Linked DNA regions of Mus musculus: all the other regions are linked to region 3. A link is a contact called in public Hi-C and promoter capture Hi-C data. All regions are on one chromosome and are shown on one strand. Each heading gives the region's core, a stretch centred on a gene start, on an enhancer-like site or on the middle of the called end of the contact. The rest is flanking DNA. Distances are from core to core; before and after follow the strand shown. Region 1 overlaps Ptpn3 (protein tyrosine phosphatase, non-receptor type 3). Region 2 holds the start of Ptpn3 (protein tyrosine phosphatase, non-receptor type 3). Region 3 holds the start of D630039A03Rik (RIKEN cDNA D630039A03 gene). Region 4 holds the start of Epb41l4b (erythrocyte membrane protein band 4.1 like 4b).

Evidence for each region. Promoter capture Hi-C pulls out the DNA fragments that hold promoters and counts their contacts. Hi-C and Micro-C count contacts between places; a contact is called where the count stands out from the background.
Region 1: a contact with region 3 is called in a Hi-C map of liver, with 2.7 times the contacts expected there. The contact joins the enhancer-like site here to the promoter of D630039A03Rik in region 3. A contact is called at or near these places in 1 of 39 promoter capture datasets (liver) and 1 of 484 Hi-C or Micro-C datasets (liver).
Region 2: a promoter capture Hi-C map of liver shows a contact between it and region 3, with 2.1 times the contacts expected there. The contact joins the promoter of Ptpn3 here to the promoter of D630039A03Rik in region 3. A contact is called at or near these places in 1 of 39 promoter capture datasets (liver), 3 of 115 datasets of contacts at active chromatin or transcription factors (embryonic forebrain, embryonic stem cells and pancreatic cancer cells) and 1 of 9 other capture datasets (liver).
Region 4: a contact with region 3 is called in a promoter capture Hi-C map of liver, with 4 times the contacts expected there. The contact joins the promoter of Epb41l4b here to the promoter of D630039A03Rik in region 3.

The regions. Positions count from the first base shown.
Region 1 is chr4:57,280,812-57,284,144 of GRCm38.p6, reverse strand. The region is part of intron 1 of Ptpn3 (protein tyrosine phosphatase, non-receptor type 3); the gene reads left to right. Among named protein-coding and RNA genes, the nearest start is that of Gm12536, 17 kb to the left of the region's middle. Within about 2 kb of position 1,779, at least 51 of the 459 cell types and tissues checked have an H3K27ac peak or open chromatin away from gene starts, as enhancers often do. A contact at or near this core is called in liver, where this site is marked.
Region 2 is chr4:57,298,377-57,301,697 of GRCm38.p6, reverse strand. It overlaps Ptpn3 (protein tyrosine phosphatase, non-receptor type 3), which reads left to right and starts at 1,329. Exons shown (of 26, transcript NM_001384115.1): 1 at 1,329-1,417. Gm12536 (a long non-coding RNA gene) reads right to left here and starts at 1,959. Exons shown (of 3, transcript XR_003955208.1): 1 at 1,388-1,959.
Region 3 is chr4:57,914,731-57,918,041 of GRCm38.p6, reverse strand. It overlaps D630039A03Rik (RIKEN cDNA D630039A03 gene), which reads left to right and starts at 1,778. Exons shown (of 2, transcript NM_178727.2): 1 at 1,778-2,445. The coding sequence starts at 2,247. It overlaps Gm42293 (a long non-coding RNA gene), which reads right to left and starts at 1,534. Exons shown (of 5, transcript XR_881308.3): 1 at 1,305-1,534; 2 at 308-487; 3 at 1-44.
Region 4 is chr4:57,141,137-57,144,532 of GRCm38.p6, reverse strand. Epb41l4b (erythrocyte membrane protein band 4.1 like 4b) reads left to right here and starts at 1,377. Exons shown (of 25, transcript NM_001355492.1): 1 at 1,377-1,685. The coding sequence starts at 1,380. LOC108168956 reads left to right here. Exons shown (of 2, transcript XM_017320489.1): 2 at 542-1,275. The coding sequence ends at 1,275.

The DNA.
Region 1 (3,333 bases), core at 530-3,029, 630 kb after region 3:
GTTAGCATCCGTGCCTGGGGAAAGCTCGGCTCTTTCAGGAGCCCCCGGGATGGATTGTGACACAGGAGATACACAGGCTCAGCCCAGGGTCTGAGCCCTGCTCTTGTCTCTGATACAGATTTCCAGCAAGGCACTGAGTGGCCATGAGTGGCATTCATGTATCCGTCTAGTCCAGTGTAAGGATTGCTCTACCTGATGAAAAGACAGAAAACGGTTAACTTAGGTGATGACCCACCACCCCCAGATTGCCCTCGATAGCCTGTTGGTTGGTCTTGCTGGGTTTGAGCTTGAGCATCGGTCTGGTCTCTTCCTATCAGCTCACCCAGCCAGGTTTCCTCCCTAAGGAAAGGAGTTTCCTGGTTTCACCCTAACACACATCTCTTCTAGCCATGAAATTAATTAACAGCGCCTGTCCTAGTCACCTGTTCCTTCTCTATATTTTCTGTGGGTCCTTTTGAAAATCTGAGCCCCACTAATGAAGAGTGGGTTGAATGTCCAGCTGTGGTCATGCACACCCACTTGGAACACTGTAAGTTTGGAAGATAGGAGGTCCGTGATGTTTGAATGAAGTACCCGAACACATGTGGACCAGTGAGTGATAGTGCAGACCCTGATGTGCTGTAAAGTGGAGATGTTACAGCTTCCTGAAACCCATGAGCACAACTCAAACAAAATCACCCTCCAGATTGGCTTGTTGCTTTGCTTCAGGTATGCTCTCCAGAGAATGCCCTTGGAGATCACGTGTTCTCCCTCCTCCCCCTGGACCAGCTCAGAGCCTCCTTGCTTAGCTCAGAGCCTCCATGCTTAGCTCAGAGCCTCCTTGCTTAGCTCAGAGCCTCCTTGCTTAGCTCAGAGCCTCCTTGCTTAGCTCAGAGCCTCCTTGCTTCTTGCTTTTGGCACATGCAGATTCTGTTTTACTGAGCCGGAGCACCCATTTGTGTTGTAGATTCTGAGACTGGATTGTATCTTCCTGCAGACTCAGGTCTCCAACATACCCTAGGTGTCTCCCTTGCTTATAGTCCCACGAAGACTGTCTTTTTTTTTTTTTTTTTTTAGTTATTTTCTTCATATACATTTAAAAAAAAAGACTGTCTTTCTTAATTAGATCCTCTGTTTGGAATCATTAGGTGTACCTGCAAATGTAAAAGAGCTGGCTGAGTTCAAGTTTATAGAGTCCAGGCTGCAGTGAGGACCTCTCTGGGGTTATAGGAGTGTCGAGACCCAAGGCCAACTCCAGGGTCTGGCCTCAGGTACTAGGTGGCTCCTAGGAAGCTAATTATTAACAGTGGGGTGGCTTTCTGATCTGCTGGAAAGGCCTTGATTGGCACACGATGCTTTTCCGCTGGCACCTTTTAGAAGACCGAGGAAATCGTTTGCTTTGTTTCTCAATTTGAAAAGGTGCTGAAAGGGCCGTGACCTTCCCAGAAAAAGGACTGTCCCTTGGGTGTTGTTTCTTTTTTAAGTTTTCTGAGACACCTGTTAGAAGCATTGTGTCACCTTCCAGTAGAGGAACATGGGTAATAAACAGCTATATCATTACCTGTGTTTCTAATGTTGCAGAATTAACTGGGGAGAAAGGTGGCTTTTCTAGACCACTTCCTTCATAAGAGGAAATTCACCTCCACGTGAGCCTTGGGGAATGCTTATAAAGATTATCTCAAAAGGGTAAGAATAGACCTGCAGTCAGTAAATTACAGAGGCAGAGTGATTAAGTATGGGGCGGTGTTTTGCCTCCAGTGAATCACCTGTAATTCACCTCCCGCCCAGTGGCATTGGGTCAGGAGACTTGGAGCTGGCAATTGTGTAATGCTAGCACTGAATGGGGATCCATATGACTGTTGGAGTTGACCATGACTGGGCATGCTTTCCTGAGGCTAATCTACTGACCTGGACAACGGTTCAGTGCCTTCAAAAGCCACGATGTCAGGAGAGATAATGGATGGAAAAGCACTTGGAACCTCAGATGCCCTGTGGGACCTTCTTCCTCCCGCGGCAATCCCAGCTTGGGGGTGGCCCAGGGACCTAAGAAGGAGGTAGGTCGAGTGTAGACTGTGGGTATGGAAGACCAGCTACTCTGCTGCCCCTCAGAAATGTTTACAGGGGATGCAGCGGAGACCTAGGAAGTAAGTCAGTTTGTCCAGGGTCACGTTAGTCACTGGTAAGTGGCCGAGCTGGAGGCCTGCTGAGTTAGTTACTCCTCTAAAATGGATTTTCTTCAGTTCACCAAGCACTGGCTTCAACACATGTCGGGGTTCAGTCTAAATAAGTGCAACAGAACCAACAAAATACACTTTTTCTTAAGACTTGAAACACTTGCTTTTATTAGTAGTTCTAGGAACAACCATACCTTTTGGCATTTTGCGCATGTCCAGTTTCCAGAACCATGGTGTTTTGAATGTTCATATACATTTCTTTTCTTTTCTTTTTTTTTTTTTTTTTTTGGTTTTTCGAGACAGGGTTTCTCTGTATAGCCCTGGCTAACCTGGAACTTACTCTGTAGACCAGGCTGGCCTCAGAAATCCACCTGCCTCTGCCTCCCAAATGCTGGGGTTAAAGGCGTGTGCCACCACTGTCCGGCTACATTTCTTTTATTATTCGTCTGTCCTCATTTTATCTTGAGGGGGGAAAAAAAAACTTCGGGAAGCTGAATAGGCACCATGAGAGCACATCTCTATCTCAGTTTCTAGAGGCAGTGGCGGCTGGCATGGTTACTGTGTTTGGTCTAACCCAAGATGACCTGTTGGGATTGAAACCTTCCAAGCAGAGGGCTTTAGGGGCTGGAACGAGCCTCTGCGGGCTCTCTCCTAGGAGACCCATGAAGGAAGAGGTGGCCGAAGAAAAGACTTTCCAGGATGCTAGGAAGTAGGGGTTGGGAATGGGAGCAAGGATAAGGGTTGGAGCGTTTTTATGTGTTTCCTTGAGATAAAACCTTGGGGAAGGCAGCTCTATGGTAGTGAGTATGGGTTTTCTCTGGCCCAGCTGGCCCTGGCTTCAGACATCTTGGCAGGGGCGGAGGCTGGCAGGACATTCTGCTGTGAGATTCCAGCCTCTTGGCTGGGATGCACCATGATTAACACATCCCAAACCTTTCAAAGTGACTTTAGCTGTTTTCTTTAGTGAAGGCTTCTGCCGCTTTTTTTGGCTGTAAAGGGGTCGGGGGCTGAAGCCCAAGACCGAAATATCAGAGGCTGACACCCAAATGGGTGTGGCCATGGCCTTGGGCAAATATTAACACAGTATTTTTGTAAAGTTTATGCAACTTGATTCATGTTCCTGTAGAGTAAATTTATTCCATCCTGCTTTTTCCAGTCTGTTCTGAGCTTGGTGGAACTG
Region 2 (3,321 bases), core at 80-2,579, 620 kb after region 3:
AGGTTCTCGGGATATCTAGCACCCAGGTCCGACCATAGAATCCTAACCATCTCTCCATCCTTTTGTTATCATATTCATTCAACAAAACGTTTTTAGTTCTTACTGGAAGCCAAGCGTCGTTTAGAGGCTGGGTCTCTTGAGAGGCGGAGTTACCGAGCTGACACAGAGGGGAGGTACTCCTTAAGGGGGAAATCTAAGTCGCGAGAGACAGCCGGCAACATACTCCAGCAGCCCCTCCGCTCGCCCTTCCGTTTCACGGGCACAAAGCTTGCGCTCGTTTTGTTTTGAGGTTTTTTTGTTTTTGTTTTTGTTTTGTTTTTGCACCGGCTTTATCGTCCCAAGAAAGCTTCCTTGTTTAGCTGCGTGACTGAATGGTATTTGTCACCTGATCTGGTTGTTCCACCAGCTCTCACCGGGCCACCCCCTATCTTTCTTGCCTGGCTCCTTTCCCCTGTTCTTAGAATTTATCACCTAATACCCTGCGTTGTTTACGGACCTGTTGTTTGTTGCGAGAAAGTCCCTTCTAAACTCCCAACAAGGGGCAGAGATTTTGTCTATATATTAAGTGTGAAGAACGTAAGTAACTGTTGAATGGATAAGTGATACATGCTTGGAGTGCGGTAATGGACTTGGAGAGGGAGCAAGAGGTCAGGGCTAATTTAGAAAGGTAGCCAGAAAGGTCTCTCCTACAAGAGGCACCTGAATGGTGAGAGGGCTCGAAACACCAGCAAAGCAGGGCAAAAGACGTCCTACCTCGAGGGAAAGGCAGTGTAAAGGTCTCCAGGCGGGTCAAGTTCAGAGGGTATGATGGGGAGGAAGGTGCAGTCGGAGCGCAGGAAGACAGGTGTGGGAGGAGGCGGAAGAGGCCGGCTGGAACGCCCGCCACTAGGGGCCCTATAGGCTTTGGGAAGGGCTAACCTGCCTGGTGTCCTAGGACCAGCAAAGGAGCCCTGCGACCCCCAACTCAGCCACGGAGCCGCTGGAGTCAGCGAGACCCCCAACTCAGCCACGAAGCCACCGCGCAAGGCTCGCTGTCATTTCAGATTCGTTGAGCGCCAAGCCCTTGCCATTCTTAGGCATGCAATCCGGGAAAGCCAGGCACACAGTAGGTGTTCAATAAATGCTAAAAGCACGAATGGCTGCGTGCGTGAGCCAGGGGACCTGGAGGTCTGCGGGAGTTTGGCAGGTGGTCTGCGGAGGCCAGTGGCAGCGTCCCACGAGTTTGCCCCGGGCCCGCCCCTGTCCCGGGTCCCCCGCCCCGCGCGCGGGCCCGTCGCGGCCACAGCCGGGCCGGCGGGAGCCGCCCGCGGGCTGCACTGGGCATGCTCAGACGGCGGCCAGGTCGCGGCGCGAGCGAGCTTCAGTGCCGCCCGCCCGCGCGACCTACCTGGGCGCCCCGCGCCCCCGGATGCTGCAGGTATGGGAGACTGGGTCCTCTGCGGGGAGGGTCGGAGCGCGGGCTGCTGCGATCGCGGACACGCGGGGCTTACCCAACCCCCACCCGGTCCGGGGCTCGGCGGACACGCGGGAGGACTAGCGGTTGAGCTGGTAGCCCCAGGTCTCCGCGCCACGTCGGGCATCCGGGGGGCGCAGGCCCGGATCACCTGGCGGGGCTGGGGCGGGGCGCGGGCGTGGGCGGCAAAAGGCTGGGCGTTCTGGACGCAGCGGCGCGGGCGTGGGCGTGCGCTCCAGTCTGGCCGAGCCCTGGGCTTGGCGCCGAGGTATCCGCAGCCCGGCAGAGGGGGCGCACCGCTGCGGGGATCCAGCTCTCCGCGGTCCCCGAAGCTCAGCCACCCGGGGCGAATTCCCCTTCAGATTGCAAAGATGGCATTTCCTGGGCCTGGCACGAACTCCAGTGCCAAACCAATCCGCCCCGTTCCGCGGGCGACCGGGGTGGCTTCTCTGGTAACTTGCGGTGTGACACTGCTGCGTTGTGCAGGGAGAGAGCGCGCCCGGAAACCCCCGCCCCCGGTTGCTGCCTCCTAAACTTATTACGAACTTGAGGGTTGCCTTTAAAAAATTCATGAGAAGTTAAGATAACTTGACACCTGGGTGTTCCGTGAAGGTACAGGGAACTTGTGGTTGGGAAACTCTAGACCTAGGTTCAAGTTGGGCTCTTCCCCTTGGCCAGCTGGTGACCTTGGACGAGTCGTTTAACCTCTCTGATCCTCCATTTCCTCCACTGCACGCAGGCAGCAATAATGCCCACCTCGCCTGGTTGGTGGTGGATTAAGTAGGATAAATGGTGTGGAGGTGTTTGGCTCCGTGCCCGGCATAAAGCAAGCGAGCAGTTGGCGTGATGTGATTTTAATTCAGTTAGAGACCCTCATGGCTCCCATTTTGTCAGGAAGGTAGAATTAGGCAGTCATTTTCTGGGTCTGTGTTTGTGCCCAGGAGAACGTCTGCTGAGGCTTTGAAAAAAGCAACTCCACAGAGCGGTGGTGAGCTGCTCTTGTTTAATGGCAGTCTTTGTGAGTTCCGAAACTCCAGAAGTTGACACTCGGGCCTCACAGAAAGAACTATTTTTGCAAGATGATCCATCTTGCAAATGTCGAAGCGGATGAATTGGAAATCCTGGTTGGGAAAAAGATGCATATTCTGCAAAGCTCTCATGCTTAACCTTATGTTTTTGGATTGGGGAGCGGGGGTCTCTTAGCTTCTCACAGCGGGTTTGATCGTTCTTTGTGGTGGCTGCTCCTTGTGCATTACAGAGTGCCCAAAAGCCTCTGCTCAGTAGGTTCCAGTAGCAGCCTGCTTCCGACCGTGCCTACCAGGAATGCCTCTATATAGTGTCTGGGTTGAAGTGCCTCACCACCTCCACCCCTCCCCCACCCCACCCCCCGTGTCGTCCCTCTTTCCCCTTTTAGTAGAATTAACTGAGTGAGATAGCCTCCGCCTTCTGTGTAACCTAGGCTAAATGAGGATTTCATCTGGACTTTTGTTTTCTTTTTTTTCAATGATAATATCGAACCTTTGCAGTCACCTTGCAGAGCTGTGCTAGGTATGTGGACTATCTCATTTCAGTTTTACAGGTCTCCCTCTGAGACTGGTGTCACGATCCCATTTTATAGAGGAAGACATTGAGGCTCTGAGCAGGCAACTGTACCGTCCTGGGTATGACTGGGATGGAGGAAACCATGCTTCTGGTTCTGGGGGCAGAGCTTTTTCTTCTGGATAAGACTGCCATGTGTGTCTTACACAGATGTCTTTCCCGATGATTAAATCAAGATCTAGATTGTATTGGAAAACGGAAGCCTTCCTGAGATTGACTAGTTGAAAATTAACAATGGTAAGCTATTTTCTGACTGAGAGTAGGCCATT
Region 3 (3,311 bases), core at 529-3,028:
TAACATTGAGTTCCAGACCAGTTTGGGCTACAAAGTGAAACTGTCTAAAAAGTAAAAGAATTTAAAATTTTTTTAAATTAAAAAAAAAAAGACAAAGAAAATAAGGAAGAAAGGAACTAAGGGAAAGAGGGAAGGAGGGGAGAAGGAGGGAGGGAAGGAGGGAGGGAGAGTGGGAGGGAAGGGAGATGCCTCAGTTGGTTAAGTGCTTGTGTGCAAGCAAGAGGAGCTGAGTGCAGCTCTCCAGCTCAGCATAAAGGCAAGGCCAGGTGACATGAGTCTATAAGGCCAACACTGGGAACATACCCACCTGTAGGTCCTTGGAGCACATTGGCCAGACAGCCTCACCAAACTGGTGCATTTCAAGATCAGCAGAAGACCACCTCAGAATCATGATGCCCACACCTGTGCCATCAACCTTTGACTTCCATGCACACATGCATACACACACATGGGCATGTGTATCCGTACAAATGTGTACATATAACTCCTGAAAGGAAGGGAGGGAGCGAGGGAGGAAGGCAGAGATCAATCTAGGATCACTTCTTGATTCTATATATTCCTAACAATAAAATCTTCCCAATAACAAATTATCTTTTTCAAAACGAATGGCATTTTCAAGTGAGATTTCCCCACAAAGCACCCTGCACCATCTGGCTCCCTCCTGCTGCCAGAAAGATCAAAGACACCCCAACTATAACATCTAAAACTAGTCCCCTGTTGCTCCTCCCCGGTCATCTCTCCCTTCCTTCCTGTTTCCCTGAATGGTACTGTCATGGTCTACCCAACAAAAGCTAAATCTTACCAGCTCAGTTCCAGTTCTCTTGCTGCCATCTTAAATCTGGAGCCTGCAATGTGCCCTACTAGGAAGTAGGTTTATTGCCAATTTAATTAGTTAAATTAAGATGAGGTTATCAGGCTAAGCACTAATCCAGTGACTGGTGTCCTTATAAAAGGGGAAAATTTCAACATGAGAACATTACAACGAGACAAAGGTGAAGTGATTCCTTCATAAAAATGAAGGCCACCAGGCTGCAAAAGCAAGCCAGCAGGAGCTAGTCAAGGTTTATAGAACACTCTCCCACAGGATCGGACTCTGATCACACGTGATCTTGGATTTATAGTCTCTGAAACAAATAGAACAATGTCTGATGTTTAAACCACCCAGTTTGTGAGACTTTGTGATGGCAGCCCCAGTGAACTACCTTGACTACTCTTTGAAGATTTACCCTCCTCCATCCCCTACCCATTGCTCTGCAAGAGTGGCCAGTGGTAAGGATTGCCTTAGGAGAAAGAATCGCACTTACTTGAGTAAGCAGAGCAGAGCAGGGATAGATCACGGCTAGTGTAAGAAGAGGCAGTGTCTGCCATTCGCAGAAATGATAGGGCTGGCAAAAAGGGGGTGAGGGTGCACGTAGCTGTGGGCAAAATAAACACCCACTTGTTACTTAGTTGGAAAAAGCCAAGACCACAAAGGCTGCTCAAATGTCAAAGAGGTGGGGTTGGCGGGAAGCCAGGGCTACCCTGGACTCTGTCTCTATGGCAGACTTTATGCCGGAGTTTTTATCTGAGAGGTGTGCTGGGGGCTGCCTTCAAACCTTAGGGTGACCTTGTACACATCGGAGCCCCAGCTTTTGAAGTTGCAGAAGCTGTTTCTTTTTTTTTGTGGTGGTTGCTCATTAAGCCAGCAGGTTTTGATGACCTGCTAAGTCAAGTTCAAAATCTGTGAACTGAGCAGGCACCTGGCACTCCTCAGACCAGCTCGGCTCTGCCAGGAAACTGGAATCTCACGGTGGCCCTCGGAACGGCTTTCTAAGCTTGACCATCACTCAAGGAAGCCGTCTGGAATAAAAGCTCCCTGGACTGAGAAAGAGCGCAGCAGCTGAGCTGGATCCCTCGCTCGCTCAACTCCTACCTGTGGCTCTTCAACCCTCCCCACCTTCTCCTCCTGCCCACCCCACTCTCTGCTCTTAACCGCTCCTCACTCCATTCTCTCCTTGTCTTTCCGCTGCCCCCTTTTCAGCCCCTCTCCGAATCCTCCTCTTTAGTTAAGAACTAACTGTTCCCCACTCTTCCTCTCCCCACCTCCCCGATCTTGTCCCTTCCGTTTCTCCTTCTCTCTCCCCCCGTATCTTGCCAGCTTCTCTCCTTGCTCCCTGTTCTTCTTCTCTTTCTTTCACGCTACCGTCTACACTTCTTTTCTCCTCCCCTCCCCCTGCCTCAGCCCTCAGTGTTTGCTCTTCTCCCGGATGCGGATGAAAGGGTTGGCCTGCCCGTGCCCTGCTCTACCCAAGTTCTTGGAACTGGGGACCTGCTTAATGGCTGAGGGTTCCAGGACTCAGGCGCCAGGTCAAGGGCCTCCTGTAAACATCCAGTTTCTTCGTGCCCAGTATGAAGGTCTGAGGAAACAGCAGAGGACCCAGGCCCACCTAATGGTGTTCCCTAAAGGTAGGGCTGGGCGTGTGTTGCAGAGGGGGGAACTTCTGTGGGTGGAACCGGGGGGACTGAAAGTCCACGGAGAGGAAGAAAAAAGCTGTTTGCTGACCCAGTCAGCACCGAGCCACGGAAGCTTGATCAGGGTGGCTGTGCCCAGCCTGTTTCTTAGCCAAAGGAACAGAGGCCTCTCTGCCAAGCATTTGGCCAACGGCCACTGTTCCTGGTCTCCGTGTCTATTTTCCCCTAATTCTGATCTGGCTTGACTGGTTGGTCAGGTGAGCAGTCTTGGCACCCTCCTACTAGGCTAAGTAGGATGATGGAGAGTCAGCCTCCTGACTGGATCCACAGGCAAAACAGAGAGAATGGCTTTGCAGAAGAAAGATGGGGAGTCCCAATTTTAGAGCAACTGGCTGAGTCAGGATTCAGGGCTCAAGCAGGCAAAGAGTTCTACATTCTACAGTGATAGGTATCACACCTTAGCACAGAGCGGTTCTGCACAGGCTTGGGACAAAGCCTGAGTTTACCTTCCCCCATGCCCCCTCCAGACTAAACCAAACCAAAGCCGGTGGAAAGATAAAAGATGGGGGGCTGTGGTTAAGATCACAGCGTTGCTCTTGCAGAGAGGATCTGGGGTCCATTCCAGCACCTACATGGTGGCTTGCAACCCTCTCGCTCCAGTTCCAATCCTTTTCTGAACTCCACAGGCACCAGGCATGCATGTGGTGCACATATGTACATGCAGGCAAAAACATTTCTACGTGCAAAAATAAAATTAATCTTGAAAGCCTCTTTTAAAAGGAAGGGGAAACAAGTGTAAAACTTGTCTGTGCTCCTGAATATTCTCATTTGCTTGAAGGAGGACCCTATGCTAAAGGATT
Region 4 (3,396 bases), core at 128-2,627, 770 kb after region 3:
GCTAAATTAAGACATATGGAAAGGGCTTACCGTAATGTCTGGCACAAAATTAGGGCCTGATAAACAGTAGTGTTATTCTCCCCAAAGGCCTGGCCTCCTTTCAGCTTCATTTCCCACATTCCTTTCTGCAACACAGGACAACTCACTTGTCTGTGGGCAAACCCTGAACCTGTGGGCATTGATTGTTAGCAATTCGCTGTCTCCAGTTTGCTCCATGTGCCCTATGCAATTCATTCTTATGTTCTGCTTCGCTTCCCAGGAGTCTGTCCAACCTTGACCAACCTTCTCAGTAGCAATAGCTTATGCAGGACCTTTCCTTAATTCTGGGCATGGGCGAGGTCCTTGAAGCAGGGTGTCTCCAAAGGAGTATGGAAAAGTACTTCCCCTCCTCGCAGGCCTCAATTTTCTTGTTTGGAACGGGTCCGTTGGACTGGCAGGTTAAAGCTCCAGCCAGGGTTGAGATTTTAAGCAGATAGAATTTCATTAAGTGGCAGGGACCTTCTAGGTCGCCTACTCCACTTCTGCAGAAGGAGAAACTGAGTACGGTTGGTGTTTTGTTTTTGTTTTTGTTTTTCTTCCAGAAAGAGCCGTGTTTTTCTTTGCCCTAGGGGTAAGACTTCCCTGGAAGGAGACAGTCTTATTTTCTTCATCTGGTCAAGCAGGAGGAACTCTTGGACTTCTAGGGGGTCCTGCGCGCCCGGAAACACGTGTGTGCTCACCTACGTGTACGCACGTGAGCGCACCTACAGCAGCAGGGGGCGCTCGGGCCGGCAGGGGGCAGCACAAGCCCGGCGCAGCCCCGGGGGAGGAGGGCGTGCTGCAGTGCCGGCGGCGGCGGCTGGAGGTGCAGCCCTCCCAGGTGGGAGGCGGGGGCTGCGGGCGCAGGAAAAGGCGCCCCGGGAGCGGGCGCTCGGCGGGGGCCTCCTCGGGCCGGGCGCGGCGCGAGTGGGAGCGAGCGCGCCGGGAGCACGCAGGCGCTTTGCTCCGGCTGGCCCTCGGCCGGCGCGCGGCGCGGGAGCAGCCCGCAGCCGGGTCCCCCCGCGGCGCTCTTCGCGGGGCAGCGGCCACGCAGCAGCCGGCACCGACCGACCGCCCCAAGCGCGCGGCAGCGACAGCGGCGACAGCAGCGGGACGGTCCCCCGGGCCGCCTGTGCGCGTTCTCTCCCGCGCGGCTACTCTCGGCGGGCGCTGGCCCGGCCGACGCGTCCCGCGGGCGGCCGGAGCGCGGCGGCGGCCTCGGCTGGGGCGGGAGCGAGCCCCGGGCCGCAGCCCGCGGGAGGCGGCGCGGCGCGGCGGGCACTGACGGCGGCGCCGGGCGCTCCCGGGCGGCGGCGCGGCGGCAGCGCAGGGGGCGGAGGCAGGGGGCGCCCCCGGCCAGGATGCTGCGGTTCCTGCGCCGGACCTTTGGCCGCCGCTCCATGCAGCGCTACGCGCGGGGCGCGGCGGGGCGCGGGGCCGCCGGGCTGGGGGACGAGCGCGACGGGGGGCCGCGAGGGGGCCCGGCTGCCGCCGCCAGCTCCTCGGTGCTGCCCGCCGCGCCCGGGGGCAGCGTATTCCCGGCCGGCGGCGGGCCCCTGCTCACCGGCGGCGCGGCTGTGCACATCTCCGCCTCGGGAGCTGCCAAGGCCACCCTTTACTGCCGTGTCTTCCTGCTCGACGGAACCGAAGTGAGCGTGGACCTGCCGGTGAGTGACGCGGCGCGTGCGGGGCACTAGCAGCCTGCTCTGCTTGGGTCAGAACCCCCTGTCCCAGTCTTTCTTTCTCTCTGGGAAGCTACCCGGGCTGTTTTTTGGGGACCCCTCCCCCATCTTCTGCCAATCTTCCCCAGCCATGAACCCTCCCAGACCACCAGCCCGGGTATGCTCTGGGGCCCAGTCTTTGGCACCTTGCAACCGCAGGGTTGCGGCGCCCTTCTTTGGCGACCACCTAGGATTTTTGTGCCTCACTCCTACCCCATGCTATCCCATGCACACGTCCCTACGTCCCCTCCCCTTGGCGCAGGTGGCTGGCATTCCCTGCCAATGTTGGCCTTCGGCTGCTGGATTGAGTAGAATTTTTCAAGCGACGCAGGGCTGTTCCGGGGTATCCCGCTTTGGGTATCAGGCCTTGGTGGAGAAGAAATCCTTGCCTGCTGCTCAGCAGGTGCCCCAAGTTTGGGAAGAGGCTTAGGGAACAGTTTTGCCGCTCTGCCTTCTCCCGATTCCCCGTGGATGGCCCCCATAGGGAGCCTATCCCAAAGTGCTCCCTGGCTCACAACCTCGCAGGGAGTGGAGCGACTTGGGAGCCAACTCAGGCCAGGTCCGCTTTGAACGGAGAGATAAGCCTTGGCGTGCTGGGAGTTGGCCCCGGTCCCCTCTGGACTGGCCTACCCACTCTCTCCCACACCCGGCAGTTTGCGTGGTTCGTTCAGGGCATCCCGGGGTGGCAGCACCAGGGCCTGCGTCCGGTTCACACACCCACAGGTGGTTGCACCCGGGCCCAGTTCCAGTGGCAAGCTAGGCCAGCGCCAGTGTCTCCGACAGGGAGTCCAGCCGCCAAAAGAGCCTTTTTGGCCGAAGGGGCCAGTCAGATCCTATCAAACGCTGCACTAACGGGCGCCCACTGCGCTGCGGCAGACGGTGCCTTCGGGAATCTTTGGGCATGACTGAAGACACCGCAGTAATTGAGCTTTAGATGAGTTACAGATTGTCCGGAGTGTTTAGGCCTCCGGACAGTCTGTAACTGGGTGGTAGGAATTCGTTGGATTTAAGGAGAGAACACTTAACCTGTAAGGGTTTCAGATGGGAAAAATCAGCCTCGCTAGCCTAGGCTCTAATGCTGCTTCCTGTGGGTTAATTTGGAGACAGCTTCAATTTATGGTAGTTTCATTTTTGTGGTTCCTGTGCTCTATAGGAGAGCATTTTGTCACAAAAATATCCTCGCGAGGCCTTTTCATAGAAAAGGTGCCAACATTCCCCAGCCCAAAGCTGTTGTCTTTTAAAAAGCATGCATGTCACCGCTCCCCAAGAATGAGGCTCGCCAGCTCTGATGCAGAGAGGCAGCCTGCGAGTCGGGGAGCAGAGGCTAGGTGAGTGGGCAGCTTGGGTTGAGAGAGGCTGTGGCGCAGTTTGCATCTGGCAGAGGAATGATACCCCCGGGAACTTTGTCGGTGCTCCCTGCCTGGTAGTTTTCGTGGCTGTTCCCCAGGGATAATTGGCTTATAAAATGTATTGCTACTGTCAGGTTTGTGCGACAGGCTTAAGTGGTGTTTCTGAGATGAAAAATTGCAAACGGAGTAAAGTGCCTGTGTGCTAAAGAGATCCAAACAGGTACACAAACGAACAGGTTGGGAAGCTGACTGACTGCAGCTGGTGGGGTCGTGGGGGATGGGAAGAGTGGCCTCCTAAAAGGCTTCTC